Linked DNA regions of Zea mays: all the other regions are linked to region 2. A link is a contact called in public Hi-C data. All regions are on one chromosome and are shown on one strand. The core of a region is the stretch at or near the end of the contact, and the rest is flanking DNA. Distances in the headings are between cores, read along the strand shown.

Region 1 (5,119 bases), core at 1,455-3,954, 200 kb before region 2:
ACTCAAACTCATTTTGAGCTTGCCTCTTGAACTTCTACGGAGAACAAGTTTGAAGAAGAAGAAAATGATCGATGGAGACCAAACGATGAATCCACCTCTTAACAAGGTTCATCTTTCATTTCTACATCTCATATGTGCTTGGTTGCTAATGAGAATGATAGTGAAAGCGAAAGTAGGGATGAGGAGGGACATGAAAATGGTAGTGATGATGAGGATGATCTTCAACAATTCTTCGCTCAACAATGCAAGATGAACAAGATGATCTTGCTTAAACTCATGAGAAGAGCGGAAGAACAACAAGAAATATTTCATAAGCAAGAAGACATCCTCATCAACAAGACCAAAATATTAGATAAGTTGATCAAAGAATATGAGGAGCTAAAGTGCTCTCATGATGATTTGGTCCAAAGGTATGAAGCCATGTCCATTGAGCAAAATAGAATTATTAACTCTTTATCATGCATTGCTCAATTAGAAGATGAAAATTATATGCTCAAGAACACAGTAGAAAAGCTAAAAATTGATAATCTAGCTTTGCAAGAAAAACATGATATGTTGCTATGCTCACATGAAAAGTTTATAAATGAACATATCATGCTAGTCATTGCTCATGAGGTTGTTCTCACTAGTTTAAATTCATATCAACCTCACACATGCACGTGTGTTGAAATTGAAACTATATTATCATGTGCTAACAAATGTTGCTCTTAAGAAAGCCAATCTTCCATTGAGCTAGAATTTTTAGGAACAAGTAATGTTTCCTATGCAAAAGAAAACAATGAGCTCAAGAAAGAAAATGAGTGGCTAAGAAGGAGCTTAACTCATTTAAAGGGAAAGTGTCATGCTCAACCTTTTCAAGATAATTGTGATGACATGGTGAAAAAGCTTGTGAATGGGGCAACCGTAGCATGCTCAAAACCCTTCAAAAGAGTATCAAGCTTTTCAAGAAAGGCATGAGCAAAATTCAAGGTGAGAAAATTAATGCTCATATTATATGCTCTAACAATGTACCTATGTGTTTCAACAAAGAAAGATCAGAGAGAAGAGATAAGAGGTGCTATGGATGCAAGGAGAAGTACCCATAAACAAAGAAGTAACAAGCAAAAGGCAAATACCTTGCAAGGACAAGCAACATATTTGCTACATATGTCACAAAAGGGACACCTATGCAAGGATTGTCCCATGAATGGGTACCAAAATATGTTTGAAAGAATTTGTAGGTACCCAGAGATGATATGAAGCTTTTGGGTGCTTGAGTGGTTTAACTCAATCTTTATCTCAAGCTATCAATCTTACATTATCTATTCTTTAAGATTGACCCAAAGATGAATTGAATTGATGTATTTATAACTTCATATTCATCTCGAGCAAGATCTTATGTTGTAGGGACCAAAGGATTTACCTTCATGGAAATCAAACAAAAGACCTATAACTAAGGGATATCTAAAGGACAGTAACAATTAAATCTAAAAGTGCACATTGCTTTCAATTAGTATATTCATTTGTGTCTTACGTAGGCACATAGGAAAAATGAAGCACTTGAGGATGAACTTAAAAGATTCTATCTTGACTTGAAAAAGATCCAATCACATGGTAGATCTCATATTCATCATTCTTATATGTGGCAATCCACATGCTTTAATTGGTGATGAGTATTTCTTGGCATATTTCAAATTGATTCTTATTAATGCCATTATCTAAACATAAAGAGGATTATACCAAGTTCTTAAATGAATAGAGTGCTAAGTAAGAAATTCAAATTCTCAAGAACACTTTTTAAAAGGGAAATTCTCTATATAACTAGAGTTGTGAGACTAATGTTTCTATCCAAGTGTTTATGTAGTCTCACAACATGAGAACGTGTTTCTCAAATGGAGTGTGCCATTTAACGTTCAAGAAGATCAATCCAATACTATGTGATGTATTCCTTCATGTCTAAATTGGTTTAGAATCGTCCACATTAATCACTCACCATGCTATGAATTAAACCTGCCATGTAAACTTAATTAAATAATCATGCTATTTCTTATCTTGTTTAAATTGGTGTTATGCATGATATTTATAAGAGTAATTTAGTTCATATCACCACCGTGGTCGATCCCTCCTCGTCCTCATGCCCCTTGTCCATTCCCTCACCACCGTGGTCGAAGGCGGCAACAACCATCTTTGGGAGGACGGGGGGTGGGGGTGGGGGCAAGCAGGGGAGGACGGGCGTTCCATGAGGTCTATTCGAAACTTGGAGGGCTGGGAAGACTGAGGGGTCCCAGAGCCAAGCACGTCGTGGGTTGCGGCGCCAAGGTGGGGGAGCACGGGCCAAGGAGACAGACCCTGAAGACGACAACGGTGGGTGCAGGGAAATCACGAGCGAGAGGCGGGGACATGGTAATGTTAGAAGTCTACACTGTACGTACTTAATAAGTAGTAGAGTAAAGACATAAATAAAGTTTGGTTTGATACCTAACTTGTCATACTTTACCTAACTTTTTTTTGCCTAAGATTAGTTTTTCAATTCGAACGACTAACCTTAGTCAAAGTGTGGCATATTTAGACACCAACCAAACAGCCCCCAAGTTTGTCCCCTCCCCGGCTTTGCACTCCCCGCAACCACCGTGGTAGACCGAGTCCACCGTTCCAATCCCTACGCCAACGCTAACCATCACGACCGTAGCTTCTATTCAGAAGCACGGATCTCAAAGCAAGCAGCAACACCGCCAAACCCTAAACACCAAAGCCCCGCATATAAATACCTTCCCCTCCCATCTTTTCCCCTCTCCTGCCGCCGCCGCCGCTCCCGCTCCCAGCTCGTGTTCCGCTTCTTGCAGCCGTCGCCGCGAAGCGCTCCAGAGAACTTCCGTCAACATGGGGTATCTCACTGTCTTCTGTTGAAGTTTTTTGATCTATCCTCGTGTCCATCTATTTTCTGGCTTAGCGATTATGAGTGTGGTTCGGTGTGACTGCATAAGTGCATCTGGTTGCTTGACGCGCAGCTTTGCTTGCGCTAATGTGAAGTATACATCGTGATCTATTTTGATTTCTTCTCAGTATCCACGTGAAGCTTATTGACGGTCCAGTGCTGATCAGATACTACAACGTCAGCGCTAAACATATTCATAAGCGACATTAATCCGTTGCTGCTGTGTAGCAATATCTTTCTTGGTCCAGTTACTTGGATTTGGGAAGCTATGCATGGTAGCATACACCTTCATTATTCTTCGCGTTTTCAAAGAGTCGCCTTTTTTTGTGAAACTTCATTTGAAGTTTTGCGAAACTCCCGATTTGGAGCCTTGAAGCGATTACAGTTATAATCCATTTATTTAAGAGTCAACAGTTTAGCTGTTCAGGTACTGCAGGTGTAGTGCACCTAGTGTTTTTCTCACAAACATTTTAGACGCTTATTCTAGTACACAGTGAGGTGACGAAAACTTAATTAGAACTAGGAAAACTGTATATAAGTGTGTCAATATATCGACTAATATCTTGATTCAGACATTCGGTTACCTGTTTTGTTCATGTAATGTCGAATTGTTGTGTGGTATTAGTCCTTTTCTTTCTAGCACTGTTAAAAAGGGTTTTGGCATGCATTGTCAGTTGTAATGTGGGGTTTTGGGATGCATTGCCAGTTGTAATGTGGTAGTCTATCACATTTGGATAGACCACTACATTAAAATGTTAAAACGTGATCTGCTTTCTTATACAGGAAGACACGTGGTATGGGAGCCGGGCGCAAGCTCAAGACCCACCGCAGGAACCAGCGGTGGGCTGACAAGGCATACAAGAAGAGCCATTTGGGCAATGAGTGGAAGAAACCCTTCGCTGGGTCATCCCATGCCAAGGGCATTGTCCTGGAGAAGATGTAAGCAGATGCTAAAACTTTACTTTTTTCTTGCACACTTCGCCTTTTAACTCAATTGAGCAAATAAACACTGATAATAATGCAGTGGTATTGAGGCCAAGCAGCCCAACTCCGCTATCCGTAAGTGTGCTCGTGTTCAGCTTGTTAAGAATGGCAAGAAGATTGCTGCCTTCGTGCCAAATGACGGTTGTTTGAACTACATTGAGGAAAATGTATGATACTCTTTGTCCCGAACTGTTATAATTCTTGTTTGCAGCCTATTGTGCAAGCCCAAACTTGACTTGTCCCATCTCTGTCTAGGATGAGGTCTTGATTGCTGGATTTGGTCGTAAGGGGCACGCTGTGGGAGATATTCCTGGTGTCCGGTTCAAGGTCGTCAAGGTTTCCGGTGTGTCTCTGCTTGCCCTTTTCAAGGAGAAGAAAGAGAAGCCAAGGTCTTAGATTGCTCTTGCTACCAAAATCAGCAAGCGTGGAGTTGAAACGGGAGGGCGTTAGATGATTAAGAAGAATGGTTGCTTGCTATGTTTGCAGTGCATTCGTGCAATTGTTAACCTAAGATTTTGTTGGTGAAAACGATTTCTTTTCAGACTTGCTTCTGTTGAGTGCTATCATTCCATATCAATGTACTTCCTCTTCTAGAATTTTTGTTGCCCGCAAGTTCATTTATTTGTTGTCCGCCAGTTTATTTTTTAAACTAAAACGATACAAATAAAAAAGAACAGAGTGTAATTGCTTTGTACAATTGCATATCTTGATAGAGCTTAGGTAGACTTACTTTATACTCCCTCCAGTTCTAGTGTTCTATTATTTAGTTCTTTATTATTTAGTTCTAGTGTTCTATTATTTGTTGTTTTGGACATAGTTTGAGTCAAAATTATAAAACTTTGTAAATATCTATTTTGTTATTTAGTTTTCAAACCTAATATTTATATGCACCGACTTATTTTAAAATGTACTTTTATAAAATTCTAAATGTATTAAGAGTGTATTTGTATTTTAAAAAACCATTGGTTAAAACTATATATATTTTTGTAGATGGTGTCGTCCTAAATAACAAATAACAGAACAACAAATAATAGGACACTGTGAGTATGTTGGACAGGAAGTCATAAAACGCTATCTGAAGGCACAGACATTGTGTGCGACAGACATAGGATGTTTATGTGTACAGGATTGAGGAATAGAGGTATAGTGTCACTCATGCATATAGACCTACGAAGTTGTGCTGCGTTTGTGTTGTTTTCTGCGTTGTGCTGCGTTCGTGTT
Region 2 (4,870 bases), core at 428-2,927:
AAGAATGAGGGAACTGTTGGAGTAAGAAAAACCACTATTCTTAACTAATATCTGTTTTAGGGTTAGTTTGCGCGTTCCTTTGGAGTTGTTTTAAGTTTTCTTAGCTGGTTTCGTGAGACCCACTGCTACCGTATTTACAAGCTATGGGAAAACAGATTCTTAGTTTTTTCTATAAAAAAAACTTTGTATCAGATCTTCATTTAGTTGCAAAAGCAGTCTTGGAGGCGGACAAGTTGTATACAAATACAAATATTCAGATCAGTAAACAGACCGGGTCCCAGGTTTCTTCGTATAGCGATTATTCACGATCGATGCAACCAAATCAATTTGCTCCAGTTTCGATCCACAGCTCCCCTTGTCGGAGCAGCAACAGACCAGTCATCTGAACGTCTTGCTAGACATTCCACGTGGCCGGAGGCGACGAGAGCGTCGTCGGAGCCTTTTGTGCAATTGCCGTTCCACTGACAGCGGAGGCATTGAAAAAAAAAAACATGCATCAACCTATTAGATTGCCTTTAATCCCTATCGACTTCTTACAGTGTTTTGTCTCTATAAATTGTAGTGCATAATGTGAAGCGAACAAGGCGACCTTTGGTCTCGATCATACGGTTGCCACGTGCTTCGTCTACGCTTTTCCCGTACTGAAAACAAAGCATCGCTGATCAAGTGGACAACACGGGGCGATCATCATTATCCGGGATCAGCGATCGACGTCCGAGCCCAACGGTAACATCAGCAGGCGTTGAATCTCCTGGCAAAAAGAAAAGGAAAAAAGAAAAAAAATGCCGAAAATCATCAGGTACGGATACGAATACCTCGTTTCATCTGGTTTTCTAGCAGGGCACGGGAGACCGAGCACACATAAAAGATTGTTCCTCATCTCGCAGCTCTGGTCGCCGCGGCAGCCTTGACTGGCCTGACTGCTTTCCTGCACTGCTTACAGCTTAAACTTGATTACAGAGGATGGCATCCCACTCCCACAACTCCGTCGGAGCATGAGATGAAGGGCCGGGCAAGCAACGGAGAGGAGGAGACGTTAAGGCATCTTGGTCGCGCAGCGAGTCGGAGTCCTGTATAGGTGAGCTGGTTTCTTCTTTCAACGACTTGCTATGTCATCTCATCACATCAGGGCGGGTTGCACACTATGCAAGCGTGACAGTATCTTACAGCTTACTCCTGCTGCTACTTATCTACCCAGGTAGTTAACACACAAAGGAGAAAGATTAGCCTTGGATCATCTCCAAGCCTTTGTCCTCGTGGCATCCACAGATCCAGTCATCCTAAGCCCAAGATAACATAGCAAAGCAAACACGTACGCGTGTCCCTTCTTATGGCTGCCGCTTCATTCTGCTATTAACAAAAAAAGGTCGCTCTGTATCCGGGCGTGGCTTTCATTCTGTTAAGGCCCCAACTACTTATGCACCACGCACGATTCCAGGCAGGCAGCGGGGGGTGCTGAGTGTGGGCGGCGCGCCGCTGCTGCTTTCGTGCGTGTGGGGGCGTTGAGTGAGTGCAAAGACTAAGCGAGAGCGAGAGCGAACAAAAGGGGGGAGCCGTGGAGTGGTGGGTTCTTGCTTTGCTTTGCTTGCTTGCTTCAGGCCTACCTTTCGGCGGCCTTAAGCTTGGTGGTTGTAGTGGCGCGCGTATAATGCGTTATTATCCTCCACCAGAGAGAGCCGACGATGTCCATCCATGTAGGCATGTAGCTGCAGCCTGCAGGCCCCGGCCTCTCTACACACACCCGTAGCGGAGATCATGAGCAGCGCGCGCCAAGCCATCACCCCGTGGCCAAGCTTAAAGAAACCTCACCATGTCATGTGTCCCTCCCGGTTTAAGGATGCCGTCAATTGTTTAGAAACCACACGGCTGTCCCTGTCGCTGGCTAAGTGGTTGGAGTGCTGACTAGTTAGTGCCAGATTAGACGGGCAAGCCATCAGCAGCCAATGCCTCCGTGCTGTTGTTGTTGTTGTTGCTGCATGTTGTTGTCCATTATTTAGCTGCTTTGCGCGCGTGCAGACAGCGCGCTACCTATAGGCCATAGGCTATAGCAAGCTCCGCCGTCGCCATTGCTACACACCAATCTTTCCTGCCGCGGTGCCGCCTCTCGTCCATGGCAAAGGGAGCGGGAGCTAGCTGACGGCCGCGCGCTTTCGTCTTTTGTCCTTCAATTTCGCAGCATTCCGCGCGCTTGGTCTCTCGGAGGCGTGGCGGTAGCCTGTGCCGGTGTGCCTCGGAGCTCCGGCCTCCGGGAATAAACATAGGGGTATCGCCATGCAGGCGGCGGCCAAGACGAGGTTTGTTCAGTTTCATCCCCTTCGTTCCACGCTAAATTCCATGTGCCGTCTGATGATGATTGATGCGTATGCGTTTTTTTCCATCCTTCTCTTGTTTATTTCTCTCTGCGTCAATCCTGCCGATTGTTCATTAGATTCTCCTCTCCAAGTCAATGTCCGTGCTTCTCTCTCTCTCTCTCTCCTCTTCGGGCCTTCTCTCTTCAGTTTGGCCATTTTGGACCTCGCACGAGCTAATCTCCTACTCTATGACTGTACACGCCTCACCAAAGTGCAGGGAGAACTGTTCATCCATGCATGTTCTCAGCTCAGGGGTGGCACAATAAACAGAGGCTGACACAGCAATTCACAGGTTCACAGCTGCGGCGCCGATTTTACGTGCACGCAGCAAGCTTTGGGATGGAGTTATGCGATTGGGCGGCTCTTAACTATGCTTTCCTCCTCACCACCATCTGTCTGCTCTGTGCCTCTGTCCCCCCTTTCCCATTTATTTTTTTACCTTTTTCATGGAGCCGAGGAGGAGGAAGCGGCCAAGTTTTCAAATCACGGCCGCATGTGACCGTGACTGTTCGCGGATAGCTCCATGCGCAAGGGGTGTCTGTCCCGTTCTTGAGCTCGGAGCCAAGGACGACAGGCAGGTCCACTTGCTGCCTAACCCGCATCTGTAAAGCAAAGCGCGCCCCGCGCCTCCGCCCCATCTCGCACTCTGCCCGGCCTTTTGATTCCCGCCCGTGCTTGCCTGCGGTGGTGGAGGAGGAGAATAGTATTATGCTAAGCTAATGCCGCGGCCCCTTTCGTCGGCTCCAGTCCCGGCTCGGCGTTGCTCCTCCCCTCCATTCCCTGTCGGCCTCTTGCGCTTTCCGGCCTCGGATTCTTTGTCGTGTGCGCCCCCTCCGTTGCATCTCGCTGCTTCTCCTTCTTCTTCGCTTTGCATCTGAGTTGAGCTGGAGCATCGATCCCGTCCGCCTCGTCCTCCCCGACGCGGCTTCGGCTGGACTCCACCGCGCTCTTTAGTTCGGTTTCCCCGTCAGAGCTTCCAACCTGTTCTACTCGGTTTAGATTTTGGAGCTAGAGTTTCCAAAGCAAAAGCTTTCCTTTTTTTTCCCTCCCTCCCCTTTGCATTTGGCATGAGGGGAAACGCTGCGGTTTCGCCCCTTTTCTGAGCATGCTGTCCTTGAACAAAATGCATTTTCTCAAGCTATATTCCAGCAGCAACAGCTCCAGGTAACATGCTGCTCGCTGCTGTGGGGGGGGGGGGGGGGGGGGGGGGGGGGTGAGATTGCCCTTGGCTGCCATTTGTGATTTTTTTTTGAGGTCCTCGGACTCATACCTGATGATGCTGTGGTTTATCTTCTTTTGGCGTGAAGGAATGGCTCCTTGGAACACCCCACCCGGACGTCCTCCCTGGGCGGTAACAAGGCCGGCCGGACGGCGAGGATGGCCGAGTCGCCCACCGGCCTCAGCCCCAAGGTCGACCGCCGCACGGCGGTGAGCGCCGAGAGAGAGGTAAATGGCGACTCCCCCTCTCCCTGCTGTTGCTCCATTTCGGAATGCTGTTACATACAGTAATTTCGCCAGGCAGAAGATATATATAAGACAAACTTTATGAGGTGTTTGGTTTGATTGAATCACTCTATCCAAAATGAAGTGGTGCATCATGAGTCTATTTCTCAAATTTGGTGGATGACTCCATTCCACATATTAGTACTAAACAACTAAGTATGATGAATGAAGTGGTGATAGATTAACTCACTCCATTCCACAAACCAAACAAAAAAGTGAGGAGTGAGAAGATGATGGACTACATCATTCCTTAAACAAACACTCCATTAGTGTTTCTGTCTGGTAGTACGTCGGTGTTATCATATCAGGAGCACCGTTCAATTAAGTTCATCACAAGCCTTTGAAGACTGTTAACTGCTCTTAAATGCGTCGATTTTGTATATCGTTTCTCATGGTTCATGTTATTAGCGCTCGGTTAGGACTTGGGAGCGGTTGGGTCTCGCTCTCCGTCTCTCATGATGGAGCAAACTGTCAGTTAGACTGAAACAGACAAGTATTAGGTGCTGGCTAAGTGCCCAAATCAAATGGTCCAGAGATATTGAATGGCTAGCAAATCTCTGAAATAATTGAAGCTGGTCCTCGCGTTGCTACCAAACTGGTGGATTAAGATAGCGGTACCAGTTCTGCTACCACCAGTGTCGCTGCAACCAACGGCAAAACAGGCGCATCTGATAGAACTGACGCAAACTCTTGGTTTGGGACCGGGACCAGGGACCCTAATTGACACCGTTGGTTTATTCTCTCTATCGGCGGCACTCATCGTGGTCTTGAAAAACACCCTCAAAATGGGAAGGTTCATTTGGCGGTTGCGCTTTAAACACTCTGATAGTTCTGTTATAAACTTATAACATCCCATCATGCTAGTCATTTTCTCGTACAGAAAAGTAATCAGCCATGGCATTTGTTATTGCCGATATTTAAATACATCCTAAATCATAAGACTGTTTTTAGTATTTTTTAGATATATAACTTTAATTATGTATTTAGAAATACACTATAACTAAATATATAATAAA
Region 3 (4,707 bases), core at 1,361-3,860, 130 kb after region 2:
ACTCAAGTAAACTTGTGACAGTACAGCAGCGAAATAGTAGATGGCATGCACAATTAGCATCAAAATCATGTAAAAACGAAAAGAGCACAAGCAGAACACATTACAGTTTCTGTAGCGTATGTTGGTCCTGTCCCTTCAATCAATATCAGACCTTCATCTGAAGCTCTGCCCATAGCCTGCAGCCACATTCTGCCACATATTAAGCAAATCGCAGCATTATTTCAAACCTATCTGATAGATTTTCACCAGTAGAGAAAAGTATCTTATTGTCAGAAAAGTAAGAATAAATAAAGAGAGCTTGATGACAAGTACCTTTTCTAGTCCAGTGATGTAAGATCTTGAATGAACTCGTGCAACATCATCTAGAGAAGCAGGGTTGAAATTTTGAATTTCAAGAACCTGTGAACCACGATGCTGAAAAGTAAACAAATGAGATGACATTTAACTTATGAATACTCATCCTTTTCTAGTGAAATGGAATTGTACATGGTACAAGAAAGAAACATGCCAAAAACCCAGAAGGTTTGACTAAAGACAAAAGGAACTGTTGAAACATAGTGAAAAAAAAGACAATGTCCTCAAGTGGATTGCTCATCCTATTTCATTTTATATGATTCAACTTTAGCATGTTTTCAAATAAAGGTCAACTGAAACAATAAAGGTGCCTTCTTTAAGGCAAATTTCCAAAAAAAATAGTTGTGAATATTTGTAGTATTGCTGGTATACCTTGGGACTAAGCTCCAATTTCTCAAGAGTATCAACTATCACAGGAACTCTTTTGTTCGATTCTGGGTGTGCTTCCTGGATACAAAAAAAGAAGCAGAAAATATTATGATATAATGCACAACACGGATAGGACCACCTATTACATCGTGACTTCTATAAGTCTATGTATATTTTTTCAAAAAATTTGTTGCATAGTAAGGTACAGAATGGTTTTTAGTTAACAACCATTTACATAGATGGTCTAGAACTATTGCATATTATTCAGCAACTCAGTATTTAAGTTTTCAACCATGACGACATAAAGTAGTCATGTATTGTTGACATAAAATCACTGCTCCTCCCCCTCCCCCACCCTGCCCCTCCTCAAAAAAAAGTCGAAAGGCATTCTTCAAATATGAATTTTAAGATGAGGTATGCTTTATGGAAAAATGAATCATACGAAATATTAAAGTTTGAGTCAACAGGCAGCTCATGAAAATGAGTAGCAAAGCATTCATGCAACTGAATGTATTCTACTATGAAACAGGAACCTGAATTGCTTACTTTGTTATGACCCAGGGCAGGAGAGGTACAATAGAGAATACGAGCATCGAGAAGTGAATTATCAGGTATTGGTAAATTCTTTGGAGCATTGCATTTCTCTATAGAAGCTTGATCCTGATTTGCTGAGCACTGTGCATCCCAACTCCTGATTTGTTTTTGTTCTCTTCGCGATGTTTGGAAGATGTTCCTCCAAATTAAGGGATGAGGATGATGACTTCCAAAGGCACAGCAGTGTCTAAACAAGGGCAACATCCTCCCTGAAAAAAGGGACAGATTTCCGGTATACGTTACACCAATCATTACAACTGCATGTGGACAGAAAATAGAAGTTAAGATCATAACTAAGGCACCAACTGCACACTCCAAGTTGGTGGTTTGTAATAAACTTAGAATGATATAAATGTTGTCATCCTGATAGAAGAAAAAGGCTTAGTATAGGCATTATATCATGTGAAACAATTGAATAAAAATATGTGCAGCACACGTCCAAACACCATCCTACCAGATGTAAGTCAAATGTTTGGTATGAAAAATAGAACTACAAATGAAATCAAGGTATTTCCCAATCATATCTTCTTCCATCTTTACAAATTACGAGTAACTAAGCAGTGCAGTCTAGTGACACCCCGCTCCATTCTAGCATAAAATGATTACATAAACGACCACTGTAAAAGGTGATAAAGGGTTCAAGGCAATATAATTATAGCATGTGGTTTCAATCTGAGGCAGGGCCAACAACGGCCCCTCTTCATTCCAACAGCTTTTAGCATATAAATCAACATGCCATCTGATGATGGCAAAATTCCAACTATCTCCCCCAGGACCATGGAGCTCTGCGCATCTAGTTGAATCCGTAATTTTCTAGTTCTGCTTCCTCTGCTTGACATGAACGTAATTTTCTAGTTCTGCTTCCTCTGCGCATGATAGAAGTGGCGGACCACGGACCCAGTAAAGAACATAAATGCACCGTGCCACCCTGCTTTTTTTTGCGCATAAAAAACGAAAAAAGAACTTCTGTAGGCATTGGTGCATTAAATATGCATAATACACTTATAATTGGATATAGCATGGGTTTGGGTGCTCGGTTTAGCACAGCAGTAACGGAAGAGAAGGGGTGCGCTGTGCCGCCTGTGCGCAATACCTGGTGAGTGTTCGTTGCCGGCGAAGGTCCCGAAGACGGTGAGCACCTGGCGTAGGGCGGCCGAGCGGGGGTGGCGGCGGCCACCCAGTAGTCGCCACCACGGTCCACAGAGCGCACGCGATAGGACGGGGAACCAAGACACCGACAGAGGGTAGTATCTAGTATGCCGGCCAGCCGGGGGCAGGGGAAACTGGATGGAGGACAAAAGGCTGGCGAGCAGGGTGAGTTATGGGTCACAGTCACTAATCAATCCTAAAATCCTGGTACTGGTACTGTATATTCTGATTTTGCCCTCCATTTATGGATCGGAGTTCTCTGTTTCAATTAAACTTCCACACTTTATTTATTGCTTACCTAGATTGTGTATTTAATTTTCTAGTTTAGTTTTTTTAACTAGTGATAGGATTAGAATTTAGGTTGTAGAATTCCATAAAGATATATTATTCATTGTATAGATTTTTAAGTGGATAAAGGATAGAAGTTGTCAATAATATATACATGGGTAGCCAAATTAAGCTTAAGGAGAAGATATGTACTATGGTCATGAGGTCATGGGTTTGGCTGCGAGCCCTCGACAATTACAAGGCCTATCGTTAGAAGGATTTCAGAAGTATAAACATGATACAGATCTTAACTGAATATAAGATATGGAAAACATTGTACTAGATATGACACTACCATAATATATAAGGAAGAATACACTTGTAGAAACGAGATCGCCTAAGAGGAGAGTGAATTAGGACAACTATTTTTTTCACTGACCAACAGTTTTATTCTTTTCTCTTAAATAAAACCTATACAAATAATCAAACATTTATATGTCCAATGTTTTCTCTAAGTATTGATATCTCTACCGTAAGAGGAGTTTTATAACATAGGTTCTAGACATATCCACTTGTCTATAACTAAGCTAATCAGATAAATCACACAACCAAAAGTAACAGTATAAAAGTGCAGAAGCTTAAATACGATAGAGATATAAACTCCTATTGAGGTGTCGATATTTTTACTGAGGTATCTAGAAGAGCAAGCCAACCTTAAATACTTGTCGAGCATAGCCAACATCTGTTATTATTGGAGGTGAAGCCTCCTAGATGGTTAGGCGTTACCCAGCAGGCTCCCGTGCTTGTGGTGAGCCACGAGAAAGTTTGTATTGCCAAAAATATTAGGGAAAATCTTAAGCTCATCACCTTGGTGGTGAGTTATAGAAGAAGAACAAGTTAAAAGATACTCCAAAGACTTCATGGCTTCCTTAACAACATGTGCATTGTTGAGCCTTAGTGACGAGCTAAACCACAAGATAAATTATGTGTCATGTATCTTATGTTTTAAATTACATTACTAGCTGATTGTCGCCTAGATGGGGGTAAATATGTGAAACCTGAAATTTACAGCTTTAAAGCAAAACTTGATCCCCTTAGTTAGCGGTTAGAACAAGATGAACAATAATCGGAGTATAGAACTAAGTCTTTTTCTTGCAAAAGTGTTGCTTCTAAAGAATGCGGAATTAACTCGAGGCAACACAAAGGAATATGTAGCGAATAGAGCAAGAAGGCTTAGATAAGAAGAGGAACAAAAACAAGTTCTTCCTTGCCAAGAGTTGCTTCTTCAAATGAGAGTCTATCTTCTAGCACACATGCAAATGGAAAGCATAATATCCAGTCTACTTTCCCAAATATAAAGCAAGGAACCTATCATAGACCGATATACCTTTTGATCAATGGACTTACCTCCTGCGTCGAGGTCCAAGTGCTCGTTTGTTCCCATCGACGTTTTGATGGGCTTTGCGTCCTTCATTCCAAATTCCTTAAGAAGATCTTGTGTGTACTTTGTTTGAGAGATGAAGATTCCTTCCTTGAGCTGTTTTACATGGAATCCTAGAAATGTATGTCAGCTCGCCCATCTTTGACATTTCAAGCTTTTGCATCATTGGCATGCTAAACTCCTCTAAAGACTTTTGATTAGTAGAATCAAATATTATGTCATCGACATATATTTGTTATATAAACAAATCACCATCACATGTCTTAGTGAAAAGAGTAGGTTCGACTTTCCCAATCTTGAAAGCATTAGAAATAAGAAAATCTCTAAGGCATTCATACCATGCTCTTGGTGCTTGCTTAAGCCCATAGAGCGCCTTAGAGAGCTTATAAACATGGTCGGGATACCTATCGTCCTCAAAGCCAGGGGGGTTGCTCCATGTACACCTCCTCCTTGATAGGCCCATTAAGGAAAGCGCTCTTCGCGTCCATTTGAAAGAGCTTAAAGGAATGGTGAGCAACATAGGCTAATAAAAT
Region 4 (5,211 bases), core at 1,351-3,850, 190 kb after region 2:
GGAGAAGAACGGGAGGGAGGAGAGCAGGGAGGAAGAAGGGTAAAAGGGGCAATGTTGATGTACGTTACACACGTGGGTGTAGATAATGACTGAGGACAATTTTTTAGATCTAGTAATAGCAGCCACCATGTATCACGAATTATAATGGCATATTTAGAATACTCGAATTTCATAATGCCATATATCTGAAAAAACCCTTACGTTATATGCTTTGGTTGTTTGCTTTTACCATTCTAGTTTAGTTCTAGGTTTAGAAGATAGGTTGGATAATTTTTATGATATAGATAATAACACTTAGTTAAAACCGTAATTGCGCATAAGATAGTTTATGTATTGCAGAATGTCTAACTAGACATAAAATAGAGTCCTTATATTAGTAAAAAAGTAATTGACTAATTTACCTTTTTATTAGATGTCAAGAGTTTTATGTTTAATTTAGAATCGAAGAAGTGCAAAATATACAGTTCAATGGTAAAGAAATCAATCACTACACCCATTAAGGGCCCATTCGTTTATGATGGAATAATACCGATACAAATTAGACAACCATTTCGCCATGAACCATTCTCAGAAACTGTTCATGGATAATCGAATATCCGAACGGTCCTTAAAGGAGATTGAAGTCTTACAAACTGAATTTTTTAGCGTGGCCTCGTGAGGATGAAAACGGACGAAAAAATCTCGTTTCGTTTGGTACCATATTCAATTTTTTATTCGGTCCGTTTTCATATTTGCGAGGAAAAATAGAAGCGAGACGAAAATGAGATGGTATATTGAGGGAACGAGAACGAAAACGCTTTAGTATTTTCCGTCCGTCACTCTGTATTTCCAAAATCCCATTTTTACCATGATATTCCTGTTTTCGCGTTTCCAATATCCCGTTTTAGGTAGCATATAAAACAATATACAAAAAGGTATTGTCTTAGCCATACCCTCTATGACATGCTTGCTTAATCTTTGATTCTCTATTTTTATTTATTGGAGACTATAATAGTATGAACTAGTTTTAGTGGATAATTTTATTGTGGTTTAAACTTTATTGGACTATCTTGTGTAGCTTGTGGTGGATAATTTTATTGTTTTTTTATTTGCATGTGAACTATTGTCCTTGAAACCGAAGCCTGCGAATTGTGATGCTTGTGATGGCCTGGTGGATTAGGACTTGCTTGCATAATCTTTGATGTTATCATATCAGCGTGTTACTACAACCGTACAGGATACTCCCTCTTGTCTTATGTATCCACAAGTTTGGATTCATGATTAAAGAATGTTGGCGAAAAAAGTGTTGTCCTTACATAAGTGGTTGATTTTTTGAAAAAGACATGTTTTGTGTGACTTAAAAACTTGTGAAGTTGTGATTTATAGGTCCTGTTTGGGACAATTAAAACTAAAAAAATTGGTGGAGTCAGTGGAGCAAGTCATTAGGTGCTCCAGAAAATTGTAGAGCTGAAGTTGTAAGTCTTTAGAAGATATTTAGATAAGTCATTTTGTTTATTATTTAGATAAAAATATTTGTAAAACTATTTAAATTGACATTATAAATTACAGCTTCACATTAGAGCTAGAACGTGGATCTATCTTTAACACCTTTATAGTGTTCTAAACTCTTAATATTATAGTTTGCTGAGTGACTATACAATATTGCATATTCCGATCAAAGTTTTCAGTTACCGTTCGTTTTAATCTGTTTTCGTCTAGCTGTATAATCCACAATCGTCCGTTCTTTTACTATATCGATCCTGGTGTAAAAAAATATGGTAACGAAAATAGTGAGGGGCTTTTCCCACCGTTTTGGTCTGTTTTTATCCTACTCGTGGCCTCATGGTGTGGGCGTGGAGCTCCCTTAAACAATCGTTACTTTTTCTGACTGATGCAATGATTCTGTGGTTCGGTCATTGCTGTTCTTTTTGCGAAGAAGATAGCTAGTCCTTGCCATCATCATCAGAGCTTCGCCAGCGGAAGCGCCTCTATGCCTGCGCCTGTGCCTGTGCCTGCGCTGTCGAGCACCACTTCTCCAAACGAACCATGCCAAACAGCTCACGATCCCTCGCATTCTGTAGCAGCCCGCGTGTTTGGTTTGGTTTGGTTTGGTTTGCTTGTCCCTTTCCATGTTCTCTCGTGCGCGCACGCGACTGCCGACGGACGCCGCGGAGCAGATGCGATGCGCCCCAAGCTCCCAACCCCTGGATTCCTCCTCTTTCCTGAGTCCCGCGCGGTTTCCCTCCAACCCTCCATCCCATGTGCCTCATTTCAGCCGCTTCCGCCCTTCCCCACGGCACAGCTCGGCTGAATCGGTCTCACGCGCACCACCGGCACCACCAGTCCACCACCAATTTGCCGCGCTGTACTGTAGCACGCAGGTTTTCCCGTTCGGCCAGTGCTGGTACGGCGCGCGATCTGATCCGGCCCTTTTTGCACGGCGCCTTGAGCTGTACCCGTGCCCAATCAATCATCGAAGCGGGTGAGGAAATCTCGGCACATTCGGCTTGTACTTGCCCGCACCTACCGGCCGCGCCCGCGCGTTGCTGGTCAGAGCCAGCGGGCAGCGGACGAGGTCAGCTGCCTCCGCGGCTCCCTCCTTCGGTCCTTTGACGCTTCAAGGAGACATCGCTCCAGCGCCCCTGAGCTGTCCTTGGTCAATGGGAGTGGCTGAGGCTGGCGTGCGGACCTAAAATCCCCACTGATATCAAGGCAACTGCGCAAGCAATCTCCCTGCCCCTGCTCATTGGTCAGCACCAGCAGCAACAGCAGCTGCTGGAGTGCTGTTGCGTTCTCCTCAAGCGCAACTGTGCAAGGACTGCTGGAGTGCAAGCACAGTTCTGCTTCCACTACTTGAAGTCGACTCCCTCCCACTCCAGTCTCCAGGGGAGAGCCGCATTGGCAGCTTGCCTCTGCCCATGCCCAGGCATTGGAGCTCGTCCCCAATGGCAATGCGTCACCAGTTCGGGGCTTCGGTGCTGCTGCATCTACTGGTGTTAGCGGGGGCGGGGGCCATGGTCACTGCTGACCAGGAGAGCGACCGGATCCGCGAGCTCCCGGGCCAGCCGCCGAACGTGGGGTTCTCGCAGTACTCCGGCTACGTCACCGTCAACCCGGCGCGGGGGCGCGCGCTCTTCTACTGGCTCGTGGAGGCGGTGCCGGCGGCCGGGCCCATCGCGCCGCTCGTCCTCTGGCTCAACGGCGGCCCTGGATGCTCGTCAGTCGGCTACGGCGCGTCCGAGGAGGTCGGCCCGTTCCGCATCAGGCCGGACGGCCAGACTCTCTACCTCAACCCCAATTCTTGGAACAAGGGTGCGTGCTCTTGAGCTCAGTTAGACACGGAATCCGTTCTGCAATGCTGGTGCCGGATGTGGCTGATTTGTTTCCGGTTTGCTTGCTCCACGGTTGACTGCAGCGGCCAATTTGCTCTTCCTGGAGTCGCCGGCCGGCGTGGGGTTCTCGTACTCGAACTCGTCGCTGGATCTGTACACCGCAGGAGATGCAAAGACAGGTAAAACTGATTCATGGCCATTCCTGCTCGAGCTGCCCGGTTACCTTGGTTCATCAACAATTCAGGAGTACCAACCTTAATGCTTGTACTTGCATTTGTCTTTTCTTGTAGCACTGGATGCCTACGCTTTTCTTGTGAACTGGTTGGAGAGATTCCCACAGTACAAGTACAGGGAGTTCTATATTGCTGGGGAAAGTTACGCGGGTAAAGTTCGTGTGTCACAAGTTCTGAATTCTGTTTGGGCCGGCTTATTTTAGTGTGAAAGAGTTGAAATGTTTGGCCTCTGATGCGTGCAGGTCACTACGTTCCACAGTTAGCCCAGCTCATATATGAAAAGAACAAGGGCATTCAGAATCCAACAATTAATTTCAAAGGATTCATGGTAAACCTCAGGCTCGATTTTTATCTGTACTAGTTCCACTTTATTTATACCTGTTTCTGAAGTTTTGTAATTCCTGAAAAATTAAGGTGGGCAATGCAGTCACTGATGACTACCATGATTACCTTGGTACCTTTGAGTTTTGGTGGACTCATGGTCTGATCTCTGACAAGACTTATCACAACTTGAAGGCGACATGTTTGCTTGAATCCTCACAGCACCCTTCACCTGACTGTGTCAAGAACCTGAATCTAGCCAGTGCTGAAGAAGGCAATATTGATCCTTATAGTCTGAATACAAAGCCATGCAATGACACCGCCTCTCTCAAGCTTGGCTTGGGTGGACGCTACGTAAGTGCTTTTCTTTTTTGCCTTCTTGAATTCCCACTGTGTAATCTTGTTGCGGTATCATTTCATATATCTACTTCTCCAGACTTCCATTTCTTAGTAACTGAAATAGCTATTCCATTTACTTTTGACACCATTCACACTCATCAGAGAGCAATGCAATGTCAGTCGCCAAATGCTACTGAAACTATCAGATGAAGCACGATTCATTTACTTTAACATGTAGTAGCTCCATTTACATACCAAATTAATATGGAGCATAAACAAAATCAATTTTCTGTCAAACCAATTGGTTCACTGTTAGTTTTGTGCTGTGGTTCAGAAAAGCGCAAGAAAGGTCCATCACAAAACCAATCATTATTTTTGGCAACAGCTGATGCTACATAAGGCAACTGGATGGAATAAAGAGATTCACTAACAAGGACATATACAGTTTGTGATTGCTGATTACTTCAGGGCAAGTTTGCATTTAGCACACAATGCATTTATCCAACTGTGACATCTAACACTTAATTTGTTGGTTGTAATGTGCATTTATGCTTGTGTCGGGCAATTTACATTGGATATACTTATATGGAATAAATGGATACAGTTCTGCAAATCTCTACTGTGAATGAAGTTATGTTTGATATTTTTCCTCGTTATTGTTATTAACATTTCTTTCTAAACTTGATTCACTGTATATTTCTATCAAAGAAACTATTTGAGCCATTTCATTTCTATGTCTAATTACATGTTCCCCATCCACAGCCTTGGTTGTCCAGAGCCTATGATCCTTGTACTGAAAGATATGCAAGTATTTACTACAACAGGCCAGAAGTGCAGATGGCATTGCATGCAAATACAACTGGAATTCATTACCCTTGGCAAACATGCAGGTTATAATGATTGTACTTGAGAGTATACATATATTTGATGTTCCTTTTTTAGACATGTGAACTCATGTACACTATCTGTCACAGCGATATTGTTGGATCCTACTGGGCTGATTCCCC

The links. Hi-C and Micro-C count contacts between places; a contact is called where the count stands out from the background.
Region 1: a Hi-C map of leaf shows a contact between it and region 2, with 7 times the contacts expected there. The contact joins the promoter of LOC100192600 here to the promoter of LOC103651046 in region 2. A contact is called at or near these places in 2 of 25 Hi-C or Micro-C datasets (ear and leaf).
Region 3: a contact with region 2 is called in a Hi-C map of tassel, with 2.8 times the contacts expected there. The contact joins the promoter of LOC101027153 here to the promoter of LOC103651046 in region 2. A contact is called at or near these places in 2 of 25 Hi-C or Micro-C datasets (ear and tassel).
Region 4: a Hi-C map of endosperm shows a contact between it and region 2, with 2.1 times the contacts expected there. The contact joins the promoter of LOC100285510 here to the promoter of LOC103651046 in region 2. A contact is called at or near these places in 5 of 25 Hi-C or Micro-C datasets (bundle sheath, ear, endosperm and 2 more).

The regions. Positions count from the first base shown.
Region 1 is chr3:187,396,349-187,401,467 of Zm-B73-REFERENCE-NAM-5.0, forward strand. LOC100192600 (40S ribosomal protein S23) reads left to right here and starts at 2,705. Exons shown (of 4, transcript NM_001137815.2): 1 at 2,705-2,864; 2 at 3,698-3,853; 3 at 3,939-4,065; 4 at 4,154-4,491. The coding sequence starts at 2,860. The coding sequence ends at 4,294.
Region 2 is chr3:187,593,030-187,597,899 of Zm-B73-REFERENCE-NAM-5.0, forward strand. LOC103651046 (interactor of constitutive active ROPs 2, chloroplastic-like) reads left to right here and starts at 1,678. Exons shown (of 3, transcript NM_001322867.1): 1 at 1,678-2,294; 2 at 3,659-3,797. The coding sequence starts at 2,272.
Region 3 is chr3:187,721,320-187,726,026 of Zm-B73-REFERENCE-NAM-5.0, forward strand. LOC101027153 (histone deacetylase 10) reads right to left here and starts at 2,611. Exons shown (of 9, transcript NR_183228.1): 1 at 2,411-2,611; 2 at 1,270-1,574; 3 at 727-801; 4 at 313-414; 5 at 105-189.
Region 4 is chr3:187,779,446-187,784,656 of Zm-B73-REFERENCE-NAM-5.0, forward strand. LOC100285510 reads left to right here and starts at 2,601. Exons shown (of 9, transcript NM_001158402.2): 1 at 2,601-3,291; 2 at 3,395-3,490; 3 at 3,602-3,694; 4 at 3,787-3,872; 5 at 3,959-4,219; 6 at 4,967-5,094; 7 at 5,179-5,211. The coding sequence starts at 2,898.